Linked DNA regions of Danio rerio: region 2 is linked to region 1. A link is a contact called in public Hi-C data. All regions are on one chromosome and are shown on one strand. Each heading gives the region's core, a stretch centred on a gene start, on an enhancer-like site or on the middle of the called end of the contact. The rest is flanking DNA. Distances are from core to core; before and after follow the strand shown.

The links. Hi-C and Micro-C count contacts between places; a contact is called where the count stands out from the background.
Region 2: a contact with region 1 is called in a Hi-C map of embryo, with 1.7 times the contacts expected there. The contact joins the enhancer-like site here to the promoter of tle2a in region 1. A contact is called at or near these places in 6 of 18 Hi-C or Micro-C datasets (caudal fin, embryo and gastrula embryo) and 2 of 4 datasets of contacts at active chromatin or transcription factors (embryo and gastrula embryo).

The regions. Positions count from the first base shown.
Region 1 is chr22:21,466,132-21,471,737 of GRCz12tu, forward strand. It overlaps tle2a (TLE family member 2, transcriptional corepressor a), which reads left to right and starts at 3,882. Exons shown (of 20, transcript NM_001130604.2): 1 at 3,882-4,314. The coding sequence starts at 4,291.
Region 2 is chr22:21,506,237-21,511,914 of GRCz12tu, forward strand. tle2a (TLE family member 2, transcriptional corepressor a) reads left to right here. Exons shown (of 20, transcript NM_001130604.2): 7 at 2,048-2,261; 8 at 3,985-4,046; 9 at 4,340-4,435; 10 at 4,523-4,567; 11 at 4,655-4,816. Among named protein-coding and RNA genes, the nearest start is that of tle2a, 39 kb to the left of the region's middle. Within about 2 kb of position 2,020, at least 5 of the 62 cell types and tissues checked have an H3K27ac peak or open chromatin away from gene starts, as enhancers often do.

The DNA.
Region 1 (5,606 bases), core at 2,632-5,131:
TAGGTTTTGGCTAGCAGAATAGTTTATTTTTGGCTGAAGTTAACAGATGTTTACTTTTTAGTTAGTAGACACTATATTTTTGAGTTTACATATAGCAACAGCTCTGGCTTTTTATTTGTTCAGTTTTTTTAAATACATATTTCATGTCAAATAAAAGTTAATGCTATTTAAAGAAATATTGAAGAGCAAAAATCACCTTTGAAGATTTTCATATAGTATATTTTATTTATCTACACTTGTGTCTCTCCTGAAATGGACTATTAAATGTATTGAATTCATATTTAGTCAAATTTAATAGGAAAAAAACAAACTTGCGATTATTCTATGCATTTGACCAAAACATTGGTATCTGTATCAGAATTGGCAGACTTTTTTAGTTGAAATTGGTATCATATCAGCCAATAAAAAGGAAAAATCATTTTGGTGCATCTGTAATGAACAGCAGAAGGTTTGCTTAAGGATATAAAAGGACTTAATGAAATCAATAAGTGTTTCGACCATGAATAAACTGCTTGTAAGATGTTGCATTTACCTCAGGAAACCTACCTAATGTGTACTGTTAGTTAGTAAAGAAAATGAATGAATACATTGTATTCATCATTTAGGGCCTACTCACACTATGCCATCCGTACCGTGCCCAGGCCCATTTCTCGGATCGTTTGATAACTGTGAGTGCGCTGAATCGGGCTTAAGCACGGTTCACTTGGGTGGCCCTGGCCCGGTTGGAAGAGGTGTGCCTGAGCCCGGTTCACTTGGAGTGCAAAACGCGCCAAAGCCCGAAACTGAAAGCGAGACGTGACTTTTAAGGGACTGTTTCATATGGATTTATTAATCATTCTTACTGTTCAGTGATCGCAAACTGCCGTAGTTTATTAAAGACGCAAACCCCTCACTGCACGACAGCTGCGCTCCTTCAGCAGACCTCCTCATTCCTGCAGCACGAGAGATTTATGATTGTTTATGAGCGCCAAAAGTGGCAAATCTGTTCAGCGAAATATCTGACTGCGTGTCCCCGCATCCCTAAGGGCTGTTTGGCGAAATATTTGACGGCATATCAAACGACTGAAACAATATAACTAGAGAAATCTCCACTGTGCTGCTGAGTGAGAGAGCGCTTCTCACTGAACAGCGCAGCAGTGATGACGTAAGCGTGCCGAAGCCCGTTTGTGGTGTGAGCGCGGGCCGTCGGGGAGATGGGAGGGGGGACAAGCGGGCTTTGGCCTGGTTCGAGTCAACTGTACCTAATGTGAGTACAGCCTTAATGTATGTTTGAATAAATCTGTCTTGAAAATCATCTTTGTACAAAGTAAAAATCGATTAATTCGGTAAATTACACTTTTTTCCCCAAAAACTTTTTAACTAAAACAATGAAAAATGCATTTTATATATATATATATATATATATATATATATATATATATATATATATATATATATATATATATATATATATATAATTATTATTTTTGTCTTCTATTTTATTCAATGAAAGTAATTTCATTTAGATTTGTGTCTTATCAGTTTTTCTCAAATGTTTTTTTTCACCCTATAATTTTTTTAGAGCATAAGTTCATCACAAGCATCAATACGTTCATCAAAAACGCCAATCCTAACACTGTATCCAAGATATTCCATGCAGCTTCCGATAAGATAATGCCTTTGTGAGCATATTAAGCTGTAGTCCCTGACCCAGAGCAAAACACACCAGAGATTTGATTTAGGTCACTCGCTGGATCTTATTGCCCCCTGAAGCATGTTATCTTTATAGCGAAGCAATGTTTCATGTGTCTTTCAGATCAAAGATCAAAAAATTAATGTCGGACTTACTATCTTAGGAATCAAGACAGATGGAAAAATCATAACAAAAAGTGATTTACATAGGAAATGGGTCTTGGTTTTAAACCACTTGCCGTGGGATTTCATTGTGGGCGCTGTAAAACAATGCAAAGCGATTTAAAGTAATAAAAAAGGAGGAGAGTAAAAAAAACTGCTTTACATCACAAAAGGAATTGAAATGTGAATTCAAATGTGTCCACCGCGCGCACCGAAAGGGTTAAATGATTTTCTTGGGCGCTCTGAGCGCATGACTGACGTTAGGGGTTCTATAATCGTGACGCGCACCAATCAGCGTTCGGTCAGCAAGCCCCACGTGGGGCGTTCTTGGCTCCGATTGGATCTCTCAGCCAGTGTTGATTGTGGCTGGGTCAAACCCCACGTGGAGATTTCATTCAATCATTGTACAGTTAGCTGCACCCTTATTTTTCAATCGAAGTCCTGTGCATAAAATTAGAGAACGTGAGAGGAACGTGTGAATAGCCGACAGAGACGAGCTGCTATATTTAAACCACATCACAAAATACGGCGTTTATATATTGTGCTCAGGAGATTTTTAGTAGTCTTGTTTAAGGTGATCATCACCTATAATTTATTACCTAAAAGCCTTTTTTTTGCATAAATCATCAGGAAAAAACATACACCACAACATAAAAGGTGAAACATAAAAACTAATATAACAAAGGTAAAAAAAAATAAACAAATATAAATAACTCCACAAAAAAAGTTTAGCATTTCTTCATCCAATGATTTAAAAAATTAACAGAGGAATCAAAAATGTGTTGTAATAAGTGATACATATCTCAGATTTTTGCTTTTTAAAAACAATTTCACAGTAGAAATAAAAAAGTTAAACTCGATACAAAATAAAAACGTTATGTGGGAAATGACTTAGCAAATTTCTGTTTGTGTATGTAATTTTTTCCCAATTAAATAAAGAAATTAACAATATATGGAAGACTTTGGTTGGATTTGTTTTCATAATAAAAATAATATAATTAAGATAAAATTAAATTTTTAAGTTTTGTCATGTTGATAATATTTTGGCTAGATCCTTCCAGAAATTGCTTACAATGTTGCATTCTAAAATAAATGACAAAGGCTCTCTTTATCTGCATTGCAGTAAACACAGATATCCTCCATTTCAATGTACTTTGATAATAACCTAATTACTGGGTAAATTGTGTGTAGTATTTTACAATGAATTTCCTTCCATTCCGTTACTAATGTGTTTGTTAGCATTTTGTTTTGCATATGACGTCATTGACGTTTGTGTTTGTGAAATTTTGTGGGCCTACCAACTTACAACAGGCAACTTGTAAACAAATGTGGATAACATGCATTGATATTCTCAGACGTTTAAAGATGTTTTAATGTCTAAATTGTGTTTGTAAAGGCTTAAAATATAAATGTTAAATTCTGAAGCCCAAACTGTAACATTTTCCTCAAAACAGAGCGTTTAAAAACACTCATATGAATATTTGAAATGCTTTATCTGCCATATCAAGTTTGGTGTTTAACAAGATGCAGGTAGCCATTTTGTTGTGATGTGACAAAAACATGTATGTGAAAGCTAAATAAGTCATTTTCATAATTCAAACACAGAATTTTTGAATATGTCCAATATTTCTCTTGAATATTTTGTGTATTTTAGTCATACAGCTTTACTTGATACTTTGCATATGTACTTGGCAGTTTTACCGTCGTCATATCAGAATATTAACATGAAATGTATGCAAACAATTCTTATACCATATTTTCTATCATTTCTCCTAATCACGTGTTTACTGTTGCCCCACATAGGGCAACATAAACAAATCAATCCATGCATTTTAGGGGTTCCTACTTCCACCGCAGCCTAAAATGAGTGTAACTTGAGAATTTAACCCTTTGCTTCTTGTTACCACAAGCCAAGCCCTCTCTCTCTCTCTCTCTTTTTTTTTTTTTTTTGCACGGGGGGGCATGCGTTTCTCTTGAAGAAAACAACTCGCATGTCCCATTGAAAAACAGCTGAGGATCCGAAAGGAAGGAGCGGATGAGGAGAGAGAGAGAGAGAGAAAGGGAGAGAGAGACAAGCAGACAAAAGAAGCTGCGGCTGCGTTGAGTGTCGCGTCTTGGGAGCACGATAGCTGGCCATCCACTTGGTTTCTTTATCATTTTCATTAGTAAAGCACATCAAGGGCGGGGGAGCTCTGAAGGCCGAGCGCGTGCATTCTGATATTTCGAGGTGCATCGTATTGAGGGACTCGATACCGGACTGGGCGCATCTTGTATCGCGCGATAAAGCAGAACAAAGGGAGTCTTGAGCGAGGAATGCGCGAGCCGAGCCTGGCGCCGCCGAAACAGGGCCAAATGTTCTTCTGAGACCTGGAGAAAGGCGCAAAGTCTCTCGAAACATCATTTAACACAGCATCGAAACAGACGATTCTCAAACCGCAACAAACCACGCTATTCACCATGTTTCCCCAGAATCGACCTCCGGTAAGTTGCCTCACTACTCAGTAAAATGACCGTCTGCTTGGTGCGCAATGCGCTTTAGTGCATATCATTGATAAAACAAAGTGTGTTTGTATCCTTTGTCTCATCATTTTGGCTAAACGTTCACGTGGATTGCAATTTGAGCAATTAAGATTGGATATAAGCGAGAGACCGTAAAATGTGCTTTTGAATTAGCCTGATTTCTGTCCCAAAAATTCAAGGTAAACAATGCATTAAATGAATTGAATTGTTGTGTTGGATACCACTTTTCCATTATGTTATTGTTGTACCACGTCATATTGTAGGCAGATCTTAGTACTGTTGTACTTCGTGATGAATTGTAGCTACTACAAGTTTTAGTAGAGCTTTTCATACATTTCATTTGAAATATCAGATTGTAGTACTACATGAACCTCCACAATGCTCGTATTGATTTGTTATTTTTACATATATATTTTTTTAACTTATGGCATGTAACATCTCCCAAAGAAGCTTGAAACTTCACAAGTATGAATAATCAAGATGCTTGGCTTATTAATAGGTGCATTAGATCTCTCATGTCTCAAAAGTTCTGTCAGAATATATAGTGTATGGTAAATAAGTGTTAGCCTGGTTTCTGTGTTCAATGTTTATATCATGTTTATGTGGTGTTATTTCGGCAACCATAGACTCTAGTTATCATATTGACGTTATTGACTGTTAAAAAAACATATTTGTTGACCACTATTTAATAAATTATTCATTTATCATTGAACACGCCTGACTGATTGAATCAAACTAAGTGTTAAAATCCTTCCTGAGATTTCCCTACAGTCACCGTGCACCCCTCCCCCAGCACCCCTAACCTTCCCCAAGAATGCTTTGACATTCATTTCCTAAGGGATGGAAATTAGATTCCACTGGGGTGTGCAATTTCGTGATCTGAAGGAGATGCACACTACATAGGTGAAGTATTTAGGATTTCCACCCCTCTTAGTTGTTGCTCTGTGGTGTCTATAGGCTGCTTGGTTCTTTTCTTATTTCTTCTTAGAATGAGCGATTGGTCCAACCTGTTTTTCCAGGGCACTCCGCTACTTCTGAATACGACCTCTTTCCACTCACCTTAAACAACCTGGGACATGAAGAGGTGGTTGGCATGTGATTCAGCCATGTTTTGACATTTTTAATAAGTGATCTTCTTCGGTCCAGATCATATCTTTATCTGTTAGTATCCATATACGGAATAAAATCTGAAGAGTGGCGTTTAATTAATTTGATTAAAAGCAAATATGTCTAAATGAAATTGGAAAAAGATC
Region 2 (5,678 bases), core at 770-3,269, 38 kb after region 1:
CTTTGATATATACGTTATTTTTTCTGTTAAATGCTATATTATGAAAGAATGTTGGAAACTGGTAGTCATTGACCTCTATGGTAGTCATAGTTCCTATAGATGAACTGCAGGAACTGGTGGGACTAAATTTCTTCCGACTTCAGAGTAGTATCATTAGCTATGTTTCCATCCACCTATTTTCATGCACATTTTGGAAATACATGTAAAAAACGGTTGAAGGAAACGCCAAGATGCGCATACGTTTTGAAAAAGTGAATAAAAAACGTATTTGAATAACTGAGAAGGATAAACTTTATTTGTTAACAAAAGATGCAATGTAAACTACCATGTAAACACTTTCACCAAACAAATCCCATTATGTGCAATAAAAAAAGTCAAGTGATTTTGTTATCAGAGATCATGTGTAAAATTTAAGTGACTGGACAAACCAGCAGGCTGAGCACACTGTAAAACATCTGAAATGTTGTTTTGATCATTCCAAAATGCCTTAACCGTTTCAGTATTAGTTTTATTATATAATTAATTACCTCCAGAATCGTTAAGAGCATTTGTGATCAGCATCTCACTCCTTCAAATGCCACCACGTGTTCATTTCGTGTCAGCATACTGTCTTCCAAGGTGTTCATTTATTATATAAAGAAAAGATTCACGCAGCTTCTCCTACCGCAGCAAATTCCTTTTTTTTTTATATTTTGCGCCAGTTAATCAGGAAGTGACTGTTTTGTTCTCTTTGACTTGTTGGATGGAAACGCGCATCTTTTATGCGGTATTCCACTTTTGCATATAAATTTAATTCACATTTTTGGATGGAAAAATAGCTAGTGAAGTAGGTGAACTGTCACTGACCAAACACATGCCATTTGAAATACATGCACAGTACTGTAAAGTCATAGACAGGCAGGAAGGAAAATTATGACTTAAAGCAAAAACACAGCCCAATTACTTGGTACTTCCCTTACAGATGTCTGTGGGCTTACATCACTGCAGAGTTTCTTGTGACAGTGTGAATGAAACCAGGAAAATGGCCCTAGGGGAAAAGAATCAGTTCCAGGGGGGCCTGCCCTGTGGCAAGTTTTTATAACAACCTGGTGTAAATCCCCCTCATGTCTCCAGATATGTATAAAAAGAACAGAAAAAGGCCTTTGTATGACTAGTACTCAATTTGTGAAGCTTTCGTAAGCCATATGATACTTGTGTTTCAAAATCTTTTGTTGGAATTTTCAAATCTTACATAAACCTAATGACTATGGGCTAGTACAGGGGTGCTTAACCCTGTTCCTGAAGATCTACCTTCCTGCAGAGTTCAGCTCAAACACACATGAACCAATTAATTAGGACCTGAACAGCACTTGATAACTACAGGCAAGTGTGTTTGATATGGGTTGCAACTGAAATCTGCAGGACAGTAGATCTCCAGGAACAGGGTCGAGCACCTCGGAGCTAGTAAGTTTTAAGTGGGTTTGGACTGATGTAGTATGGAAAGTGTTAGCAGAGTAGCGGTTTGGAAAAATATGAAGGTGCGTAAATTGACTTTTTTGCGCTTCATTTAGTTTGGAAAAAAACTTTCTGTATTTTTATTTGCTTTACATTTTTATTTTTCACTCGGCCATCACCCGCTTCAGCTCAAGTGATTTTAATTTCCCTTTATTTTGCCATGCTCATTAGTGAACGCTGTAGCAGTGCTGCTCCCCAACCCATCCGTTAGAGCAGGTCGACACCAGTGCGAGGAGCTTCCCCGCTCCCGGGACACTGGGAATGGGTCATGAATGCATTCCCTTTGTAACAGCCTCTTTGGCTGTGGTGCACTTCCAAGACTTAACTGTGTTGTGTGTTTTTCTCTCTCTCCCTTTCCTCTCATCTCTCTCTCCTCCTCCTCATGCTCTCTTCATTTCCTCTGGCTATCTGTTTCTTCACTCCACTTCCATCTCGGCCTCTGTGTCGCTCTCTTTTATCTCCCACACTCCCTTCATCTTTTTTCCCCCCCTCTCTCTGACCCCACCTCCCTTTCGTCATTCCTCCATCGTCCTCTTCCTCTTGCTCCCTCTAGCAACAGCTGCAGGCCCAGCACCTTTCTCAGCATGCTGCCCAGGGGTTACCCATGGCCCCTCACCCCTCCGGTTTGCCTCACCCAGGATTGGCTTTGGGGGGCGGCTCCGGGCTGCTGGCCCTTTCTGGAGCTCTCGGGGCCCAGTTGGCCTCTAAAGACGAGCGAGCCCATTTGGAGGCCGTGGCAGCGGCGGCCGCAGCAGAGCACCACAGAGGTATAACAAATAAAATCGTACTGACAATTTACCTTAACATAGTGCAGTTATAATAGATGATTGCTGGGATTGCATTATGGAATCAAATTTTCAGAGTGAGCACACAATGCCAAGAACAGTTGTTGTCCAATTAATGCACAAGTGTCCAGTCCTGCACCTGGTGGGCAAACGTCCTGCAAAATTTAGCTTTAACACACTTACCTGGAAATTTGTTGCGACCATGGCCCTTCGGGAGCAAGAATGGACACAGCTGAATTGATTTTATACATGTATGCTAGCCAAAGCTGTAGTGTTAACTTTGGAAGGCTTGTTGCAAAAGTTTCAGTCTCATTTCAGTGAAATTTCTTGTGAATTTCTGTGGAAAGTTTAGCAATACTTGCTGCAGAGTTCACTCTAAAGTCACTTTTAGGCCCAATCCCAATTCTATTCCTTAGACCTTCCCCTTACCCCTACATTCATAACGCAGTTCGTGTTTTACCATAATGCAAAAAAAAAAAAAAAAAAAAACGCTAAAATAAAAACCGCAAAATTTCGCTGTCCATAAACCATAATAATAACTCCTGTATAGCAGTTCCAAAACATTCTGTCACTCGAATACCCTGTCAGAAAAGTATATTGGCTGGGAATGAGCTTTTCACAGCTGCTATAATTTTAATGTTGTTTTCATGAGTTTACATTGATGAATATATCCACATTGTAAATACACAGTACAGCTACAATCTTATTGCCACATTATATTGTTATGATAGATTTGTATTGTTGCCTTCAGGGATTTTCTGAAGATAAATACCCAAAAAACGCAACTTTAATAACTACAACAGTCGTGATTGTCTATCTCATATGTAGAAAGAGATCGTGATGACATATGATGACGTGTGCAGGTGCTGTAGTGCTGTACTATTTCTTACATTTAGAACCCTTTTCTTACATTTCGAAGCCCTTACTCTTCACACTCTGTTTCACGGGCCAAGGGGAAGGGGTAGGGGTACACAAATTTAATTGGGATTGGGCCTTAAACTCAGCAGCTTTTTATTAGTCACCACGACAAAACTGCATGACCTAAATGTGAGCAAAATCTGCCAACATAAAATTTTTGCCCTTACATACCATACTGTCAGTACTCGCGTAACATCAACAAGGCAACATATGCTGTTATGTAAACTCTACTCCTAAATGCCAACCAGTTAATCTTTAAAGTTCTTGTTTAGACCCTTTTCACATTTCTGGTTTCCTCCATGACGGAACTCTCCATAGTTGGGTAACCTTAGAGAGCTGTGAATGGGACAGTATCACAAATACATTTTTTGCATTACAATTAGCTTCAATAACAAAAGAAAAACTCCATGATAGTGTTATTTAAAAAAAGTGTGAGACTGATAAAGGCAGCCAGAGCAGAGAAACTATGCCAACTTTACTGTCCTGTCCATAGATGCTGCATTAGAAAGGCCATGCATAAGCATTAACTATTTTTTTGTAGCAAGATGATGTAATACAAAGTATAAATTCATAATACATACATTTTAAAACAAATCTAAGTAGCTGAGACGACATCACTGTCTTGTGAAAAGGGTCCACTTCAACAATAGGACATGACAGGGTGGGAAGTGAAGGATTGTGCTTGGTATGATTAGCAGTGGGCTAATTCAAAGCGTTGTTTTGTCTGTTGTAGTGTCAGTTTTGTCTGACTGTCATAATCACATTGTTTGTTTTTTGCTTTGTTTTGACTGGCCGCGGGGACGTTTACCTGCTCTTCCCATGATCCCCATAGACCGTGAACCTGGACCAGTGAGTATCTGTAGTATCTGTCTTTTATCCCTCTCTCTCTGTCTCTCACTCTGATTCTTTCTAGTTGAGTTCTCCTCAGTGCAGACTGTCATGCATTAGGCTTCTCTATTGCCTGTGGGTCCAGCAGTTATGGAGCTGATTTGATTTATCCCTCGTTTCCTACATCATTATCTCTTTCTTCTCGCTGACACACACACACACACACACACATACATACACGCACATCCTCTGTCTCTCACTCCAGCATTCTTCCTTTCCACTCTCATTTTCTCATCTTACTCCTCTTTTCCCAGAGTTCACTCTCAAACGGAGACAAAGGGAGGTCTTCAGACTACCTCAGCAATGGAAAAAAGAGAAAAGCAGATGAGAAGGAGTTTATGACCGACTATGTAAGCGTTCTTCCCGTGTTAAATTTGCATCCTTTTATGAATCATGATTTAAGAACACACACAACTTTGAAGCATTTTCTCTTTCAGGGCAGCGACGCGGAAAAGAGTGATGACAATTTGGTTGTTGATGAGGTTGGTTTGTGTTAAAGAGAGAACTCCAAAACAAGGTTACTCGTGTCTTTCCCTGATTAATCCATCATGTGCTTTGTGTTCCCTCAGGACCCTTCTTCGCCAAGAAGCGTGCAGTCGTACTCCTCAAGAGAGAACGGATTAGATAAACTTCCCCCTTCCCGTAAGGAGCCTCTGCCCCAGGCCAGTCCGACCTCGCTGGCTTCCTCCAGCAGTGCTGCTTCCCCTTCACGCAGCAAGGAGCCTCCACCGGTACATATATATTACTCAGAAATGCTTGCAAATGTGTTCTTTTTCTAAATGAGCAGTGCATTTGTATAATATTAGTCCCTCCAGGATTTCACAAAAATATCGAATGTTTTCGACTAGGTGGAGTTATTGCTAAATTTGCTGCAAATTTTGCACTATTTCTTTTTTGCTTTTGAAAATACACAAATGTGCATGTCTTCTTTATCATTTTTTACATCGAGAATCATTGATCACTGAGATTTCTATAAAAGAATCAGAGAAACTATTCTTAATCTAACAAATATTTGACAATGAAACCAAATGAGCCAGTTTCTGTGCCCGACGATTGGGTTGTTGTGGTCGTAACCTTCGATCACCACCATTTCCACTATGCACCGGCTCCTTACGGCTCCCCTGCAGATCTCGGATACAAGTGGAGGAAAAGAGTTTTCTTTGCAAGGTGGGAGGGCGCACCTTTATAGGAGCTCTGCCACACTGGAGGAGCTCGGAGTAGAGCCGCTGCTTCTCCACATGGAGAGGAGTCAGATGAGGTGGCGTTTTAAATCTGTTTCAGATGCCTTCTGGACGCCAACCTAGGGAGGTGTTCCAGGCATTTCCAACTGGGAGGAGTCTCTATGACTCTTGGCTGGCCTGGGAACGCCACAGGATCGCCCCGGAAGTGTCTGGGGAGAGAGAAGTCTGGGGTTCTCTGCTGCCTTTACGACCCGGAGGCGGAAAAGTGGATGAAAATAAATTAATGAATGAAACCAATTGTTTGAAAATAAATACTAATTTAGTTTATCGATTATTTGAATGCGTTGATGGAATAAATTGTGTGTGTGTGTTGAAGATAAGGCTACAACAGATGAGTTTATACTATATATAT